2 separate regions of the Mus musculus genome follow, and region 2 is linked to region 1. A link is a contact called in public HiChIP or PLAC-seq data. All regions are on one chromosome and are shown on one strand. Each heading gives the region's core, a stretch centred on a gene start, on an enhancer-like site or on the middle of the called end of the contact. The rest is flanking DNA. Distances are from core to core; before and after follow the strand shown.

Region 1 (5,801 bases), core at 2,090-4,589:
GAACACCTGTCCTGGAGACCGGAGCGCCATTACTCCGGGGGGCTTGAGGCTTGGTGAGAATCTGGGGTCTGCGGAGGGAAGGGTCCCCCACACTGGGGTTGTCTGTATCTTGGCTATGCTAATTGTCTCCTGCTCTCTCTCCCAGGGGCCCCCGCGTTGACCTCTCGCCAGTTCCGTGAGGACGACTTCCGTAGAGTCGTCGATTTTATCGATGAGGGAGTCAACATTGGCTTGGAGGTGAAGCGCAAGACTGGTGAGTAGCTTCAGAGGTCCTTGGTCAACCAGTTTCACCCGCCTCCCCGCACCCTAGCTCCTGGCCCCGCCCAGCAGCCCTCTGATCAACTTCTCCCACCGATCTCAGCCAAGCTCCAGGATTTCAAATCCTTCCTGCTCAAAGACCCAGAGACAAGCCAGCGTTTGGCCAACCTCCGGCAACAGGTGGAACAGTTTGCCAGGGGCTTCCCCATGCCTGGATTTGATGAACGTTGAGGACAGTTGAGGACACCTGGCGGTCGGTCAGAAGCCCACAGACCCGGAAGTTACCTTTCTTCCCGCCTCCCTGGACCATAGAAGAGATGTCACTCCTCTCTGGGTTTTAGTGGAGGGAGGGAGGCCTTCCATTTAGGGCAAGAGCCAGGCATAAACTCCCTTCCAGAATTTGTAGCTGAGATTTCTGATCTTTAACCGTGTCTACACGAAGCACCCAGTTGACATCCGACTTGTTTTTGAGACGGGGGTCTCACTTAGCTGTGAGTGGCCTTGAACTGACCCTTCCACCTTCATTTCCCAAGTGCTGGGGTTATAGGTTTGCACCATGACACCCGACTTCGCCCTCAGCTTTCCACCCCGACCCTCCCACTACATCTCAAGTGTTACAGACTCCCCTCCCGCTCTTTCTTGGGGAAGAGGGGGTGGGTAAGCGCCCTCCTTCCTGTTTTTATCTAATAAAATGCTAACCTGCCCAGGGTTCCTATTACTGTGGGAGGGGTCCCCTGGGCCAGCCAGCGATTCTACTCCCTCAACGTGTATCTCTCCTTCCCTCCCACCACCACCAGGACCCCCGGGGCTGTAGCCTCCTCTCTGATCAGAGCCGACACCAGACGTGATTAGCAGGCGCAGCAAATTCAATTTGTTAAATGAAATTGTATTTTGCCCACGGCTGCTTCTGTTTGATCCCCAGGGACAGAGAAGCAAGGGAAGGGAGGGGTGGGGGAAAGGCACAAGACTGCCCAGGTGCAAGGCGGGAGGGCTGTCCTTGACCGGAGGCTGCCGGCTTGGGCAGGGAAGAAGCCCACTGCATGGCAGAGATACCCCATCCGAGTCAGGCTGGGAACCCAGGACGAGCCCAGTCGAGCCTGGGCAGACACCGCCCTGAACCCTGCTCAAAACTCTGTCAAAACAAACGTGGGGCCTGCCACGTCCCTGGCACTCGGGCCCCTGCTTGCTGCTGGCACACGTCGGACACGCTCAACACGTAGCCTGCGCCACACCCAGTCAGGAGGAGCAGGGAGCGGCAGGGGGAGAGGGGGACTGGCTTGGGTTTTTGGGTCAACCCCAACTGTCGTCTGCAGTCGAGTCCCCTCCCCCACGTGGGACTCAAGCTGAGGGTCAGAGGCTTTTTCCTCTCCTGGGAGCAAGGGAGGCGGGTGGGGGCGGGGCGGCCTCCCCTTTGCGTGGGAATCGGGCCTTTAAGCAGAAGCTGGACTGATGCTGCTAGACAGACGCCCAAGGGTCTGGGGCAGGGAGCAGAAAGAGTGATTTACGTGGAGATCTCTGACTTAGAAGTCTGGCCGGTCCTTCTTCAGCTTCTTGTAGTCGGTTGAAACGGCAAGGAACTGTGGAGAGGGAAAAGAGAGTTGAAAGAGCGGCTCTTACCTCCTCTGTCTTGTGTGTGGTACTGACTTAGGGACTAGGACGGGAGGGGAGAGGGGAAACACTGGTTCTACAGTTACCTTGTACTGGTCATTGGGACTCAGGCGGTTCCAGGGCTCTGGGTTGTTCTTTCTGTCCCAGCTGTGAACAGGACAGGAAGGTTAAAGTTTCTTTTCTGGGAACCAGGACTTTGGCATTAAACATGGCCTCAGTATCACCACCCCTGGCGCCCTACCCTGAGGAGGGGAGAACATTTCCTAGAGACTGACAGAGAAGGGGGAGTGAGTGTCGTTGTCATCGCCATCCCTGGGAGGTGCTGGCAAGAAGTATGGCAGCTGATGACCAAATGACAACCTAGCCTATAGACTGCCCAGGGTTAGCCTCCCTCACCCAACCGCTCAGGGCAGAGTCCTGGGAGTCAGGCAGAAATCCTGAAGGACAGTACTTTCAGTGGGTGCACCTCAGACTCCAGGATCAGAGTGGGTGGTGCTTTGGCCTTCTGCTTGTCAAAGGACTGACCCCCCTGATGCTTCTGGCAGGACACAAAGTCCCAGTACAACCAAAGACCCTCAGGAGTCCCACACTGCCAGACATCCAGCACTTCCGGTCAGGCATAGAGGTACCTAAAAGCCACCAGACATGGCCAGTAGAGATGTGTCGCCATGGCAACCCTGTGGTGAGCTGCTGGGATTCCAGCTGCCCCACGTGGCTAGCCACTGACAGTGAGCCACCAGGTGGTCCAGATGGGAGGTGAGGGTCTCTCAGGTCAGGGGCCACTCCAACCCTGGGAAATGCTGGGTGGCAGTGGAAATGAGGACGGACACAGACCGAGGGTCCTTCTAGGTCTAAGGTCCCACCTTAGACCATTTTATTCCACCCAGGACCCCTGCCCTCTTGCCTCCCAAGACCTGTTGTTACCAGACATCAGGACTGCGCAGGGCAAGTCGCAGCAAGTAGAGTCCGGCACTGCCCATGCCCAAGCAGATGAAGCCAATCATTGGGATGAGCTGCAGAAAAACCAGGCACTCTCAGGGTCCGAACTCTGCTCAGTTCCCACTCACTCTGTCCTAGTTTTCTTCCTGTCCCTTTATCTTTACTCAAGGTCTGATGCCACCTTCCCTTTGGGAGTGGGGCCTGAAACCTACAGCCACATCCTCAGCATGCTGTCCCTTACCCTTACAGTGATCCTGTCCAAGGCAGGTTGCAGGGACATTGAGTACATTGCAGAGAGAGGACATAGAATGTCCCTGGGAAAACTTGGGAACACTAAGGAAACCGGACAGGAAGCAGGATGGGGGGAGTGGGGGTGGGGAGGGCTTGAGAGGCAGGGTGACAAGAGGGGAATTAGATCTGAGGACTGAACTCACCCCAGGGTGTCTTTTTATCTGCCGGTAGAAGCGGGTCCCTAGACTAGTTCCTGCCATCTTGTCCCAGTGTCTGGTCTTCTAGGTGGATCTCTTCTATTCCTCACCCTGGGGTCCCGCCCCCCATCAGGGAGGGGTCAGCCTAGCCCCGCCAGCTCCACCCAGCTTGCTTTCTCCCTGCAGTTCCAGATCCAAAACAGGCTGGAAGTTGTTGCGGAGCCTTGAGGTTCCTCCTTCCCAACTCTCTCTTACTGAAAGGGAAACCCTGGCCCAGGAGACACCATTATACTTGGGTCTTTGGGTATCTGAGGGAGGAACCTCTTTGGCTTCCAGAGACTGAAAGGGGATCCAGATGTGGGACAGACAAGCAGACAGCCTTCTAACAAAGTGGGGATGTGGAGTGTCCACTGCAGGGAGCAGGGAACAGTGGGGGCATGCACAGTACGTTGTCTACACTCCTGGAGCTAGCAGGCCTTTCGCGTATAAGAGGCACGTGAGCAAAGTTAGTGCTGCCAGCCCCTCTTGGTCTGGGCGGTTTTGCTGGGTTGTGGTTGGCCTGGAGTAGTCAAGAGGTGGAGATTGCAGGTGTATGAATCTGCACCGCTCAAGGCATAAGGCAACAGTTGTAGCAATTTAGGGGCTTGAGATGAGGAAGGAAGAGCCCTCCGAGGAGTCCACCATACTCATCTCTGGCTTTGGGACTAGCAGAAGAGCTCCGAATTAAGGAAGCAGCCATAGAAAACTAGAAGAGATGTTGAAAACCGGTGGGAAGGGGGTGGGGGATTAGGTATATGCTATATTGCCCGGGCAGGAAGTTTTCCCCATCCACCCGCTGTCTTTGGAGGACTGGTTTTGGGGACACAGGAAGTGAGCCTCTTCTTCTCCTCGCTTCCATGTTAATTTCTATCACCCCTCTCGATTAGCCCCTGCCGCTGGATTCTGCTATGCTCCCCCATTTCTCTCCTAAAGAACTTGTACTATGGTGGACCCCTGCTGGGATGAGCTGTGTACCGCCACTGCCTCCCTGGGGTACAGGGAGAGAGACAACCCTTTCTGAGGGGCCCCTCCCTTTCCTACACACCGATACCTCGCCCGCCCCTTGAGCTGACAAGCTCTGCTGTAATTAGGCTGCGGGGTCCGAGCTCTCCGCCTCCCTCCGGCGGATAATGAGATAAAGTGTCAGAGACATGGCGAGAACAAAGAGACAGAGACTCACTGAGACGTGTGTGGGGGAGGGGGTGGGTGTAGAGGAGGGGGGCTGATGGGATGTCAGAGCCTAGAGCAGAACAGGGCCCTTCCTGAGCGTCCCCACCTCTAGGGCTGGGCCAGGGAGGGTGTGTCCTGTCACCAGCGCCTCTAAGCCTGGACTGCTACCGGGGTGGTGGTGGTGGTGGTGCTAAATACCAATCTTGGAGCTCAAGCTCCAGCAGCTGCCCAGCTGGGCTGCACATCTGGTGGTCTGTGGCACAGCTGGGGAGCCAGGACTCTGGGAGGGACATCTGGCCCGTGCTTTATGCCCCTTTGCTCTTGGCCCTCGCTTGCCTGGTTCTGGTGAGCTGGACCCAGAGCCTTTCTGTTCTGGAAACTCCACTGTTTCTCCTCCCTTAGGTCTCCAGTCCGCTCTTAAACTCAGCTATTACACTGGCGCTTCTGTTCTTTCTTTTCCACGATTTCTCGACGCTTTGCATGCTCCTGATCTGGGGGTCTCTGTGAGGCCCCCTCCCCTCCTGTGTGTTCCCATGTTTGGATTGTGGTCTTTGGGGTTCCAGGTTTCACCCCACCTCCTTCCTTGCGTTTTCCCCCTACGATAACTCAAGCCATGCTGGCCCAGTAGGTGAGGGAAAGCGAGAGTCGTTAGCCGAGGATTAGGAGCGACCCATGGTCCCAAGGGGGCCAGACTCTTCAACTCTAAACCGCTCCAGGATACTAATCCGCGTGGCTGGCGGCGCAGCAAGTCAAATGCAGCTGTGCTCTCCGGAGCGAGCTGATTACGGTGGTCCGTGGGTGCCGGCGCCCTCTAGAGGCCGAGCCGCTCTCAGGCTCGGGGAAGAGGTCTCGGGTTCCCCCTGTCGGCCAGCGCCTGCTCTGCATTTCCAGTGTTTGTTCAAGTCAAGTCTGGAGTGTACATACAGGTCTGTGCCTGGTAGCTTACTCGCTCGTGCCATCGAGGTATTGGAGACTCTCAATACCTCTCTTCTGGCGTGGCCAGACGACATAGATGGGACGAGGAAGACTCTATCTCGCCAGGCGCCGACGGCATCCATGTTCAGGCTGGAGCCTCAGACACCTGGGACTTCCTCTCTGTCTTAGCACTACCCGGTGGACTTCCCTCTGACTTGGCCTCCCCTAAGCCCCCTAATTCTTTCTGCTTCTTTCTTCAGACTGTCTCTAGCTTCATGTCTTTAGGTTTGTCTGTGCCGCTCTGGAACTCTGCTCTCGGCCTAGCTTAGTCCTTCTGCATCTGTGTGTCCTGTGTGTCGGGTCTCTTGGCAGTCTCTCCTTCCCTCTACATCTCTCTCCCTTGCTGTGGTCTCTGCAAATCTCTCTCTCTCTCTCTCTCTCTCT
Region 2 (5,347 bases), core at 2,717-5,216, 420 kb after region 1:
AAATAAAAAACTGGACCGTCAAGCCATCAGGCTCTGTGGGGAGGGCAATCAGGTCAGAGCAGCTCAGGGTGCCGATCCTGCTTGCTAAACGTTTCCCAGAAAATGTCAGTGTGCCTGGGGTACACAGGAGGCGACCAGGACAGCTGACCAATGCCCTACAGTATGGAGAGATGCTGTTTTCTCCTGGGTAAGCTGACCAGGCACCAGCCTCCAGAGGCCTGGGGGAGAGTCACAGTCTCTGCTCTGCTCTGCTGTCATCTTACGGACCTCTGAAAGGATAAGGATTTGGAGCCAGGTCTCAGAGGACCCTAAAAGCCGTGGCAAAGCTACAGGAGACCTCTGGTCCCTCCTCTCATTATCCATTACTATCCCAGGGGCTCACATGTATCAGGTGAGCCCTGTACTGCTGAGTTGTGCCCAACCAGTCACTTCAAGCAAATCTTTCCTGATCCTCTCCTTCCTTACATTCTGAAAGCCAAACTGTGTACCACAGAGACCCTCCCACACCCACCTGGGGCATCTTCCTTCCTGCAGCATATTCCAGATTCCACCTGCTAGCTAACCCCCCCTCCCCCGGATTATTTACCATTCCTGGAAAACTCCACCTACAGTCATGACCAGGCTGCTGCCCACAAGCCATTGTCACAGTATTCCAGAGACAGGCAGGCCTGACTGCCAAGGCAGCTGTGGGTTCCTCCTGCCCCTATGTCCTCTCTCAAGGTCATGGGCCCTCAGGACAGTAAAGATAAAGTTTCTCTTTTGGGCCCCCAGATGGAGACAAAAGGGGCTCACTACAGGAAAGGGACTGAAGACAACGTGCCCTGCCATCTCCAGAAGAGTGAACCGATTATTTCGGTAATGAGGGCGAGTGTCCCAGTCCTTCCTCATCTCACAAGGCATCCTCTGAGCAGGATGCAAATGTGGAGGCAGTCCCAGAGGATCCCAAAACTGCTGCCAAGTTACAGGAGACACCCCCCAGACCGACAGAGGACGAGGCTGCAGCAGTGGACTTGAGTCAGTGCCTCAGCGCAGTTAGAAAACAGAAACCTGGCTTCACTGGGTCAGTCTGAACTGTCAACAATACATTCCTTTTCCCTCTCTCTTGACTTTTGGCAAAATTCCACGAAGATCAGTCAGCCTCAGCTATGCCAAGGCAAACAAAAGGAACAGAACGGCAGGTGTGTGTGTTGGGGGTGGGGGTGGGGGTGGGGGGGGCATGGCATCCAGAAGAGGGTGGAGAGGTGCACGGCTGCCGAGGAGGGGCTGTGTGGGCACTGAAGGAGCAGCAGCTTGCCTGTGCCTGTCCAGGGCCACCCACCCCTCCTTCTCAGCCCCAGTCTAGGGGGCTTGAAATCTTGTCATTCCCCACAAAGCTAATGTCACCCATTAAAGTAAATCAACTAGTTGGCGGTAGAGTTTGCGGACAATCCTGACCCTCTTCCGCTGGCCTGTGGATCCCTTGACAAGCGACTCTGTTCTGTCCAGGGTCCTTGTTTCCTCCCCAGATCCGAACACACTGAGCTTCTAAGGTAGGGTGTGAGCTTTTGCTAGAAGGGAAGGTGGCGATGCTGTAGGGGAGAATCAAGGTCTCGGCTCAGTGGGATCTGCCAGGTCTCCCCCACTTTGTCCCTCTCTACCACTCCTCCCTGGGTCATGCTGATGTGCTAGGTGGTTACCCAGCCAGGAGCTCTGCAGAGCAGCTTCCAGATGAGACCTGTTTCTGGAGGTCTGACCAGACCGTGTCAGCTCACTGGCACGTCTACAGTGAACACTTTAGAGGACACTTAGAACCAATCCTATCCAAAGACGCCGGTACGGCCAACTGACTCCTCAGGGTAGACGATAGCAGGTGGGGACCCAACCTGCTCTAGCCACTAGCCCAGTACCACCCTGGCTGAGCCTTTATCAGGCCTGGTGCTTACAGCTTCTACACACAAAAGGCAGGGCTGGCTATGTGCAAGCTGCCATGCTATGACCCAGGCCACCATGACCAGGTGACCCTAAAACAATAAAAGTGAGCAAATACCTGGACCTTGTGGACCTTTGGGCCTGCCGAATGGTTGGGAAATCTTTTGCCCCTTCAGTCCCTACTGTCCCACCTCCATCAGCTCTGTTGCCTAGTGACCAAAGCATCTTCCCCAGGGTCACTGCACTTACAGGGGTCCCCTCAACACTAAGAGGCCACTGGGTTCACTTGTCCAACAACCCCACCTTCTCAGTCCTCAACTCCCGAGGCCTGTCTCTTTCTCCAAACACCAGGCTCCAACTCCTTCCCAGGCTCAGCATCAATTGTGCATCTAACATCTGCTCTTGGGTTCCCACTGTTGCTCCTACCTCATAAACCCAGGGTTGTTGTACAAAGCTGGAACTACCTCTGTGCCCATGGGTGCTGTCTTAGCCCCAGCCCAGAAACCAGAACTTCTGCTTAATCCTTTCCCATCCCCAACATGGAGACCACACCCTCACCTGCCTGTCGAATAACAGACCAGCATCTCACCCCCTAGACAAAATCACTTGCTCTTTAATTGCTGTTAAGATTCACACCACCTGCTTTGGAGGTGAGGGGGGTAACCCCTGCCCCCTCTTCACTCCACTCCCCAATTACCTGGTCTTTTGCAAAATATTTTAGCCAGGAAAAAAAAAAAAAAAAAAAAAAAAAAAGACCGGAAACCACTGACACAGACAGCCCAAAGCCGGGCTGACTAAGGGTGGCAGGGCTGGGCCAGATAAGTCCACACCACCTCTCCCTTTCTGGGGATGGGGGCCAGGACCTTAAAGTCCTCCCAACCACTACACACCCTCTCAGCCCTGGCTGGGAGGGAGCAAAGGATAGAAAAAACGGACCTGGAGCTGCTCCAGGGAGAGAGGGGCTGGACAGAAAGGATTATGGGGGAGGGGTCCCGTTGTAGGGGTGCCCCCTACCCCAGATCACCACGGGCGCTGCACAGTCACAGGTACGCAGTCACGGTCACAGACACAACCCGAGAGCACCCCCACCCTACCCCACCCCTGCCCACCCCTGGCTTCCCCTACCCTGATATGCCCTCCCCTCGCCCCTACCCACCCCATCCCCATGTTGGGGAACAAAGCAATAAATTACAAGGCCCCTCTCTAGTCACCTCCTGTTCCAATCCTTCTCCCTCTACCCCATGATCGTAAGGGGAAGGACCCAGGCTCTCGGCTCCCCCTGGCTCTTTAGCTTCCATTCATAAGATAGGTAGAGGGGGGATATCTGATTTCCACTCCTCATGGTCCCTTTCACGGAAAGGGTTGGGGACCCCTCCACCTCCATGGGCAGCAGGGGTCCTGCCCCTCGCTGCCCTCCCCCCTCACTGGGCAGTGAGATTAGCATGGAAGGGGTGGGGTCCCCAAGTTGGTCCCAAATCTCAGGGCTAGTCTTCCACGTACTAACCCCTCCCTCTGGCGTGGAGTTGCCCCAGGAGCCAGCCTGGGATTCGGCTCCCGCCACCCGATTGTAGAACGCAGGCAGGATTGGATCTTTTCCCCGCCCCTAGGGGGGGCACAAGCCAGCAAGTCCAAACACCTTGGAGCCCGGAACAGCTGCAAGGGAGTGCCCACCTACAAACACCCAGCAGGTAGACCCAGGGCAATCCAAGTAAGAAAGCTGTGAAGTAGGGGCGTGATGAGCTAGGGTCTCCATGCCTCACTGGGGAGAGGGAGGTGAGTTTGTGTCTCCTGGGAGGCGTGCGGGGCTGTGCCCTCGTGGGGGTAGAAAGTGCTCCCGTGGGGCGGGGTGCGGACTGGAGAGGTGAGTGGGTGCATCTGTCCAACGGTCCACCCGGTGTAGTCGTGCCCGGCCCGCGCGGGGGTGGGGGGTGTCTCTCCCGCTGCTGGGCAACTATACCAGCGCGATCGTGGTGTCCACGCGGCCCAAGCTGGCAGCACTGCTCCGGCGCCTCGGGCTGGGCGTGGCGGTAATGCTGGGGGTGGTGGCCGCGCTGGGCGTGGTGGCCGTGCTGCCGCCCTCTCCCGGGCAGCCGTGCTGGAGAAGGATGTCTGCACACAGCTGGCTGCCAGCCTGGCGGGCATAGAACAGTGCCGTGCGGCCTTGCGCATCGCGGGCCGCCACGTCTGCGCCATACTGCAGGAGGAAAAGGTCGTGTGACCACACACCATCCAGGGGACCTCCACCCACATGTTGCCCACCCGACACCTCCAAGCCCACCTCCAGGCTCCCTTTCCCTACCTCTCCGCTCACGTACCCACAACAGCAGCTGTGTAATGACAACGTGGGCGAGCTCGGCCGCCAAGTGCAGCGGCGAGCGGAGCTGCGGGTCCTCCACGCTGGTGTCGAGCGGCCCATGTCGCGCGTGGGCCAGAAGCAGCAGAACGGCGGCCACGTCCTGGGCCTCCACAGCGGCCCACAGTTGGCGGCCCAGCGGCTCCTCCGTGGTGCCCAGAGGCGCCAGGAACAGCAGCTGCTCATACTTGGCGCGAATCCACGACTCACGCTCCTCCCTGCAGCACCAGGGACCAAGGAAAAGAGTTATAAGGGACCTCTTATCCGGACCTCCCAGGAATCGTACACCCTCACGCTGATCCTCGATCCTTACCGCGAAGAGTCCCGTGTAGGCTTGGCACGGCCTCGAGTGTCGCTCTCCCACACGCGGTTGGCTGTGTCGTTGCCAATGGCCGTCAGCACCAGGGTCAGCTCCCGCGGCCAGTCATCCAAATCCAGTGAACGCACTCGGGACAGGTGTGTGCCCAGGTTCCGGTGGATGCCAGAACACTCGATGCAGATGAGTGCGCCCAGATTCAAACTGGCCCACGTGGGGTCTGAGACAGGATGCAACAGTAAGACAAACACCCCACCATTCAACGAACTGCAGCTAACTCCGTACTCTGGGACCCCACCCTCCAATTCCCTCAGCGGTGCCCTTGCACTTACTGGGAGCTCCACAGTCCACACAGGTCGAGTTTCCCTTTGCGTTGCGGATCGCCTGGATGGCCACAGCTTCGCTTTGGCTGTCAGTGCGCAGCTGCAGAGGAGTTGAAGTTAGCTCTGGCACAGCGTACCTCTGACCCTCCCCCCAGCCTCTCCTGCTAGCCTCCATCCATAGCATCAAATCGGTTACCTTGACCTTGCTGCTCTCACAGCACTGCAGACTGGCCAGGATCTGACTCTCAATGGCCTGAACCCAAGCATCCCGCTCCTCAAAGCTGGCTGCCTCAAAGTGCCACGTCTGACCAGTGCTGGACACGATCAGGAACTCAAAGTTTTCCTCTGAGTGGGTGGATGGAGAGGTCATGAGGGGCAGAGTTCAAGCAGGAGGCCTTCCCCCAAACCCTTCCTCCCTGATGTCCTTGGAGCCCTTAGGAGGGGGAC

What was found. HiChIP or PLAC-seq counts read pairs in DNA pulled down with a chosen protein or histone mark.
Region 2: a contact with region 1 is called in a FOXA1 HiChIP or PLAC-seq map of pancreatic cancer cells. The contact joins the enhancer-like site here to the promoter of Ndufa4l2 in region 1. A contact is called at or near these places in 3 of 39 promoter capture datasets (embryonic stem cells, hippocampal neurons and liver), 1 of 484 Hi-C or Micro-C datasets (embryonic stem cells) and 2 of 115 datasets of contacts at active chromatin or transcription factors (embryonic stem cells and pancreatic cancer cells).

The regions. Positions count from the first base shown.
Region 1 is chr10:127,512,477-127,518,277 of GRCm38.p6, reverse strand. It overlaps Ndufa4l2 (Ndufa4, mitochondrial complex associated like 2), which reads right to left and starts at 3,339. Exons shown (of 4, transcript NM_001098789.1): 1 at 3,240-3,339; 2 at 2,791-2,879; 3 at 1,953-2,013; 4 at 1,124-1,835. The coding sequence starts at 3,296. The coding sequence ends at 1,779. Shmt2 (serine hydroxymethyltransferase 2 (mitochondrial)) reads left to right here. Exons shown (of 12, transcript NM_028230.4): 10 at 1-53; 11 at 146-253; 12 at 362-1,155. The coding sequence ends at 489.
Region 2 is chr10:127,090,325-127,095,671 of GRCm38.p6, reverse strand. It overlaps Agap2 (ArfGAP with GTPase domain, ankyrin repeat and PH domain 2), which reads right to left. Exons shown (of 19, transcript NM_001033263.5): 15 at 5,097-5,245; 16 at 4,910-5,000; 17 at 4,575-4,797; 18 at 4,224-4,479; 19 at 2,502-4,102. The coding sequence ends at 3,860. It overlaps Os9 (amplified in osteosarcoma), which reads left to right. Exons shown (of 15, transcript NM_001171026.1): 15 at 1-1,413. Among named protein-coding and RNA genes, the nearest start is that of Agap2, 14 kb to the right of the region's middle. Within about 2 kb of position 3,966, at least 45 of the 459 cell types and tissues checked have an H3K27ac peak or open chromatin away from gene starts, as enhancers often do. A contact at or near this core is called in pancreatic cancer cells, where this site is marked.